Regions from separate parts of the Arachis hypogaea genome. Here region 1 is linked to region 2. The links are chromatin contacts, called in public Hi-C maps. All regions are on one chromosome and are shown on one strand. Each heading gives the region's core, a stretch centred on a gene start, on an enhancer-like site or on the middle of the called end of the contact. The rest is flanking DNA. Distances are from core to core; before and after follow the strand shown. Region 1 has its middle 36 kb from the start of LOC112735653. Region 2 holds the start of LOC112735643.

Evidence for each region. Hi-C and Micro-C count contacts between places; a contact is called where the count stands out from the background.
Region 1: a contact with region 2 is called in a Hi-C map of leaf, with 1.9 times the contacts expected there. The contact joins the enhancer-like site here to the promoter of LOC112735643 in region 2. A contact is called at or near these places in 4 of 8 Hi-C or Micro-C datasets (leaf and an unstated tissue).

The regions. Positions count from the first base shown.
Region 1 is chr2:7,628,102-7,631,108 of arahy.Tifrunner.gnm2.J5K5, reverse strand. No RefSeq gene overlaps it. Among protein-coding and RNA genes, the nearest start is that of LOC112735653, 36 kb to the left of the region's middle. Within about 2 kb of position 1,583, at least 3 of the 3 cell types and tissues checked have open chromatin away from gene starts, as enhancers often do.
Region 2 is chr2:7,591,823-7,594,991 of arahy.Tifrunner.gnm2.J5K5, reverse strand. LOC112735643 reads left to right here and starts at 1,918. Exons shown (of 2, transcript XM_025785174.2): 1 at 1,918-2,164; 2 at 2,250-2,785. The coding sequence starts at 2,067. The coding sequence ends at 2,508.

The sequences.
Region 1 (3,007 bases), core at 334-2,833, 36 kb before region 2:
GTTGTGGCAGCAGCGGCAGAAGCGTTTTGTGGTGGCGAGGATCAGAGAAAGAGCGAGATCACGAATAGAGAGGAACATAGAACAAGCAACGGTGAGTGAAAGAAAAAAAATTCTAGCAGAACAAGCATGATGCAGGGGAGAACGAGTGACCGAAGAGAGAGAGAAAGAGAGAACGATGTCAGTGATTGAAAGAAGATCTACTAAGTTTTCCTCTTTCTTCTTTGAATTTGAAATAAAAAAAGGAAAAAATGTCTAAAAAAAAATAAATTGAGGGCTCAATATCTAATTATTGATTTTTTCAAAAATAAAAAGCCAACTTTTTTTTTATAAATATTTATACAGTAGTTAATGATACTCCCACACAAAGTGAGAGTAAATAATCCATAACCATATTTAAAAAAGACACTTTAAGATTCAAGTTAATAAGTATTTAAAAGATAAAAAAACTCTATCAATATAAATATAAAATAGTTTATAAGACATAAAAATCATAAAATTTATCTTATCGGTCTTTTATTGAAATATAAAAGGTGTCTTTTATAGATATAGAATTGATAAATAATTTTAATCTTATTGTTATATTACGACTTATCATGTATAATAAAAATTGAGTTATAACTCATTTTTTGAGTAACAAATTACAACTCTCAAGTTTTGTCGATCAATAATAGGGTTAATGATCAAATTAGTTTCCGTAAGATGAGTCATTCTCTAAATTCGTCCCTGAAAATTTTTATCAATCAAATTAGTCATTTAAATATTATAAATTAATTACTTTTGTCCTTCCATCATTTAATTAATAGTTTCCGTCAACGATTGATGATATAAAATATTAACTGATATCATACATGACACCTATCATATGTAATTAAACGTTGAACAAATATATTTATAAAAATCAATTTAGTCTAATTAATTATATATATAAATCATAAACCTAATATAATCTTATGATACTAAATTGATAAATTTTTATAAATATATTTATTCAGTGTCTAATTAAATAATCTAGACATTATGTATAATGTGAGTTAATGTTTGTGTCATCAATTGTTGATGAAAATTATTAATTGAGTAACTGAAAAATAAAAATAATTAATTTATAATTTTTAAAAGATCAATTCAATTGATAAAATTTTTTAAAAATAAATTTAATAAATAAATTATCTTTTAAGGACTAATTTAACTATTAAATTCATTAATAATATAATCTAAGCTAAACTTAAAAAATAAAATTATATATAATTCGATTAAAAGATATATAATTTGAATAATGACTAATACTATAAAATTAATATGGTCGTAATTCTAATAGGAATTTAGTATCGGAATATCTAATTCATATTATATATTGAGGAGTCTCTGTAGTGAGTTGGGAGCAGAGGGGCGTGCCTGATTCTGAATTTACAAATAATGGCGGTGGACGGTGGTGCATGTATTGAGCATATGTCGTGGTAGCCTCTGAATTTAATTACTCACTAGTTAAGGTGTGCATTATGCAATAGATGGTGACATATATAATATATTATTTAGAGTAAGAGAGCATAAAGGGCCACAAGTGGATCATCTATCTCTCTCCCAAACCCACCCACAACAACACATAATAATTTTTGAAGCGAAAGGAAGACTAAGAGCGAATATGGTCCCACACGATGCTTATCATCTCAAAACTTGACAGGCGAAGATGAGTAAATTTGACTTCCATTTAAGAGTGTATTGATAAATAAATTATTACATATATAAAGCGATATTATAAATGAATTGATTATTTTATCACTTTAAAATAATTTTTTGATTTATCTAAATAGTATCTCATAACTTGACAGGTTAAAGATTAATTCGTCGCAGATCTAAGTTCTATTTAAGAATTTGTTTTTGGTCAATGAATTATTGCATGCACAAAATGAAGTTCAAACTCTCAACACTTGTTTAAGCGAATAAATGAGCTGACTACTCGATCAATCCAAGTTGGTTTATCACCTTAAAATAGTTAATCGGCTCAAAGCTAACCACTATAATAATGAACGCCATTGATTTCACATATAAATTATTAATGATCTTGACTGCTACGGCGCACGTGTTTCGCATGAGATGACCCCACAAAATGTACATAGGACATAGCTTTCCGTCCATGGAATTGTAGAGCACAGTAGTTAAGCCCTCACTTCGTAGTTCTATTTATGGCGTAGGAGACTTTGTAGTCCTATACATGACTCACTTTGTAGTCCTTTCTTTTGTTCCTTTTTCCGTTTCCCTTTTTGTTCATACAAATTTATTTATTGACGATTACGTCCCTTTTCCAAATACGACAAAACCAACACACCCACTTGTGAACATGATGATCACTTTTTCTTTGGGTATTACCGTCTTTTCACTCTTTGGCTGGTGTAATAGTTTCACCGTTACGCTTACCGCTTTGTATTTGGCTATTTGCCTGCTCTTACCGTGATAATTGCGACAAATGTTAATGCCTTTCTAAACAAACAAAAAAAGTATTTTTTAAATTTTAAAATTATAATTTTTAAATATAAATTATTTATATAAAATATAATAAATAAAAAATTAAAATTAACTTAATAAAAAAATACAGTATTTTTATTTAATAAAATAAAAAATATTTAAAAATGATTCAATAATTATAAACAAATTTACTCGTAATTCATTTTATGGGATTGTTGATTTTTAAATATTTTTTATTAATTAAAGAACAATATATATTTTTATCAATTTAACCAATTTTAGTTGTTGAACATATTCTTTTAGAAAAAAATAAAATAAATCTTTTTATAATTTATTCTTTCTAATAGTAAATTATTTTTTAGAAAACATTCTATTTTTTCCTTTCTATGTAATGTATGTATCTAGTGGGAATATTGAGTCTATTTTTTTCAACCTAAGATACCTGTCTTTCTCTCTTTAATGAAAAATTATACTCCCGCTAAAATTATGTGAATCAACCAGCGAAATGAGAATTTTTTTTTCTTTTTAACTTTATTTCTTTTTCGAA
Region 2 (3,169 bases), core at 669-3,168:
ACTTTTTATTTAGTATAAAAGAATTTGTGAGAAAAGAAAAGAGAGGAGATGAAAATCGATGGAAAACTTACTTTTTCCCTATTTGAATTAGCAGAGAATTTGTATGGAAAATAAAAAAAACTACATGGGGCTCGATTAAAATTTTTCTGTCCAAATTTGCGAAAAATACTGGAATGAAGGTGTAAAAATGTGTAAAAATACATATACACCCTTTCATTAATAACAAATCAAAATTCCTAATTCTTCTGGAAAGAAAAATACGTATTTTCAATAATATTTAAAAACACGTATTTTCAATAATATTTTATTTTGTAAATATAATTTAGTAAAACTTTTTTTTTAATATGCTTAAGGAGATTAATAATATAAAGCATATGTAGTTTTTATCGTTCTTTACGAAATTATTTATTTATATATTTTTAAAAAGAATAATATATATTTTATAAATGACATTAAAAGATAATAGAAAAGAATAAATTTAAAAAATATTATTTTTAATGAAAAAAATACGTTAAAATTTTGAAACATAATTTAGATAATTTTTTTATTAAAAAAATAATTTAAATATATTGGTATATTATAATTTATATATAATATAAAGAAGGGTATTAATGTAATTTCACTTAGTTATGATTTTCTATTTTCTTACTTTTTCTTTTATCCAAACATAAAAAAATTTTCTTTTATTTTCTTTTCATTTATTTTCTCTTCATCCAAACAACATATAAAAAAAAATCAACTTTTTCTTTTATTTTCTTTTCTTTCATTTTCTTTCCTCTCATTTTTCATTTTCCATCCAAATAAAATGTTAAGAAATTGATGAGGATGGCCAAGGAAAAAAAAAGTGTGATTTGAGTGTATGCTTTTTCTTGTTATAATTAAGTGTTACATGGACTTTTTCCCTTTTCTTTTTATATATGTTACATATTTTTAGTTAAAAATAAATCCTACATGGTTAATAATATTGTAGTCAAATATAGTTAACATAAACAAAGAAATTATACAAATTGATTATGTTTTCTTTTCTTTCTTGAAAAAAAGCACAGACAGATAAAATTTTAACAATTTATTGATGATCACCAATATATATCTTGTTAAAAACAATTATTTTAATTATATATCAAAAACTAACCACCAAATTAATTAATATAAAATATATAAATTAAAAATAAATTAAATAATATATATTTATATACAAATATATAATTAACTTAGTAATTAATTTTTAATTTGCATATAATATTTTTTAAAATTATAAAGTGAGGAGAGAAAAAATATAATGTATTAAGTAATTATTATAGTATTTACATATAGTTATTTAATTTATTAAGAAAACAAAAATTAATATTAATTTAAAATATATAAAAATAAATTAATTTTAATTATTTAATATTTATTTAAAAAAATAAGTTATAACTTCACACCAAATTTAAAAGTAATAAAGAATTTGCCAATATATTAATACTAAAAAAGGAAGACGTAAACTCTTGAGGTACATAGTGTAAAAATAGTATAAATATCAAATTTTAATATATTTTTTAATGTTATTTAGGTTTCTCTCACTGTACCGGCTGCCCTAACTGAAAGCGACTGCGAGCAACTGTGTCTCTCTCTATCACTACACATTATTTATTATCGAAAAATATTGGAGAATTAATAAAATTTATTTTTTTAATAATAATTAACTATTAATATTTAAAAATATAAATTAAAAATATTTTATTAATTATTATACTAAAAAAATTAAATTAATTATAAAAATATAATTATATTATATATACATATGCTAAAATTAATATATATTAAAAATAAATTAAATTATTTATATTTATATACAAATATTTTGATAATGTACTGTATAAATAATAAATTTTGATCACTGTTAAATATATTTTATTATTTATTTTTGTTTTTTTTAATCACAAATTCATTCATTCACCGACTCATCTTCTCTAGCCGTACCCCCCCTCTCTCTCTCTCTCTCTATATATATATATATATAACAAACACTACCCTTACACTCTGTCTCCTTCTCTCTCTCTCTCTCTCTCGCTCTCAAGAGTGCTATGGTGGATCTTCAGACGGTGTGCTGCATGTGCGGCGACGTTGGTTTCCCCGACAAGCTTTTCCGATGCAACAAATGCCGCCACCGCTTTCAGCACTCGTAAGTATACTCCTATCTACGCTACCTCCCTCTCTCAGATTGAAGGATCGGATCATGAATTCATGATCTCACTTTTCAATTTCAGGTATTGCAGCAACTACTACGGGGAGTTACCTGAAATACAACTGTGCGATTGGTGCCAAACCGCAAAAACCGTCGCTTCCAATTCCAAGAAACCGCCATCTCTTGCCGGAACAACCAACCGTTCGGAATATTCCGGCGACAAAATCAAGCATCATGATCGCGAAGTAGAGATTACCGCCTCAGAGAAGGGAAAGAGCCCAACGCCCTCGCCGAGAACCGCCACACGCAGGTACAAGCTTCTCAAGGATGTCATGTGTTAAAACAAATAAACAAGAAGCTTAGATCAGATCAACATCAATCACCACCACTACTACCACTACTACTAGCTAGCTAGCTATATTAATTAGTATTAGTCTTAATTAATTAGGTGACTATTTATATTACTCTGTGTCCAAGTAGTAGAGCTTTGTGTGCGACGCGAAATTGCATGTGTGTTTATATCTTTGATCTTCGCTTGATGAGTTGCTTTTTCTATCGAGCTAAGTAATATAAGTTGTGAATACAGCTATAAAAATATGGATATGTATATTTAATGTATGATCTAGCTTCAACTTTTTCTTTCCCTTTTCTTCCACAACATACTTATATCGTTTTGCGTAAAATCATGTATATCATCATCGCATACGAACAAATTGATTAATGCATATGATATGAGATATATATATATATATATATATATATATATATATATATATATATGAAGTATGGGTTTCGTGCATGAAATTTGTTAACCAAAGTGTTGGTTAGAAAATCATATTATTTGATTGGAATCCAAAATTGATACGCAAAGGTGAATGATACATTAGAAACAGTTACTAAACAGTATATATATGTTATGGTAGTTATATACGATACGACGTTTAATTTGGTTCTGAATAGATCAATTAAATTAATTAGAGCTTATTAGCATCCCACTAGTTA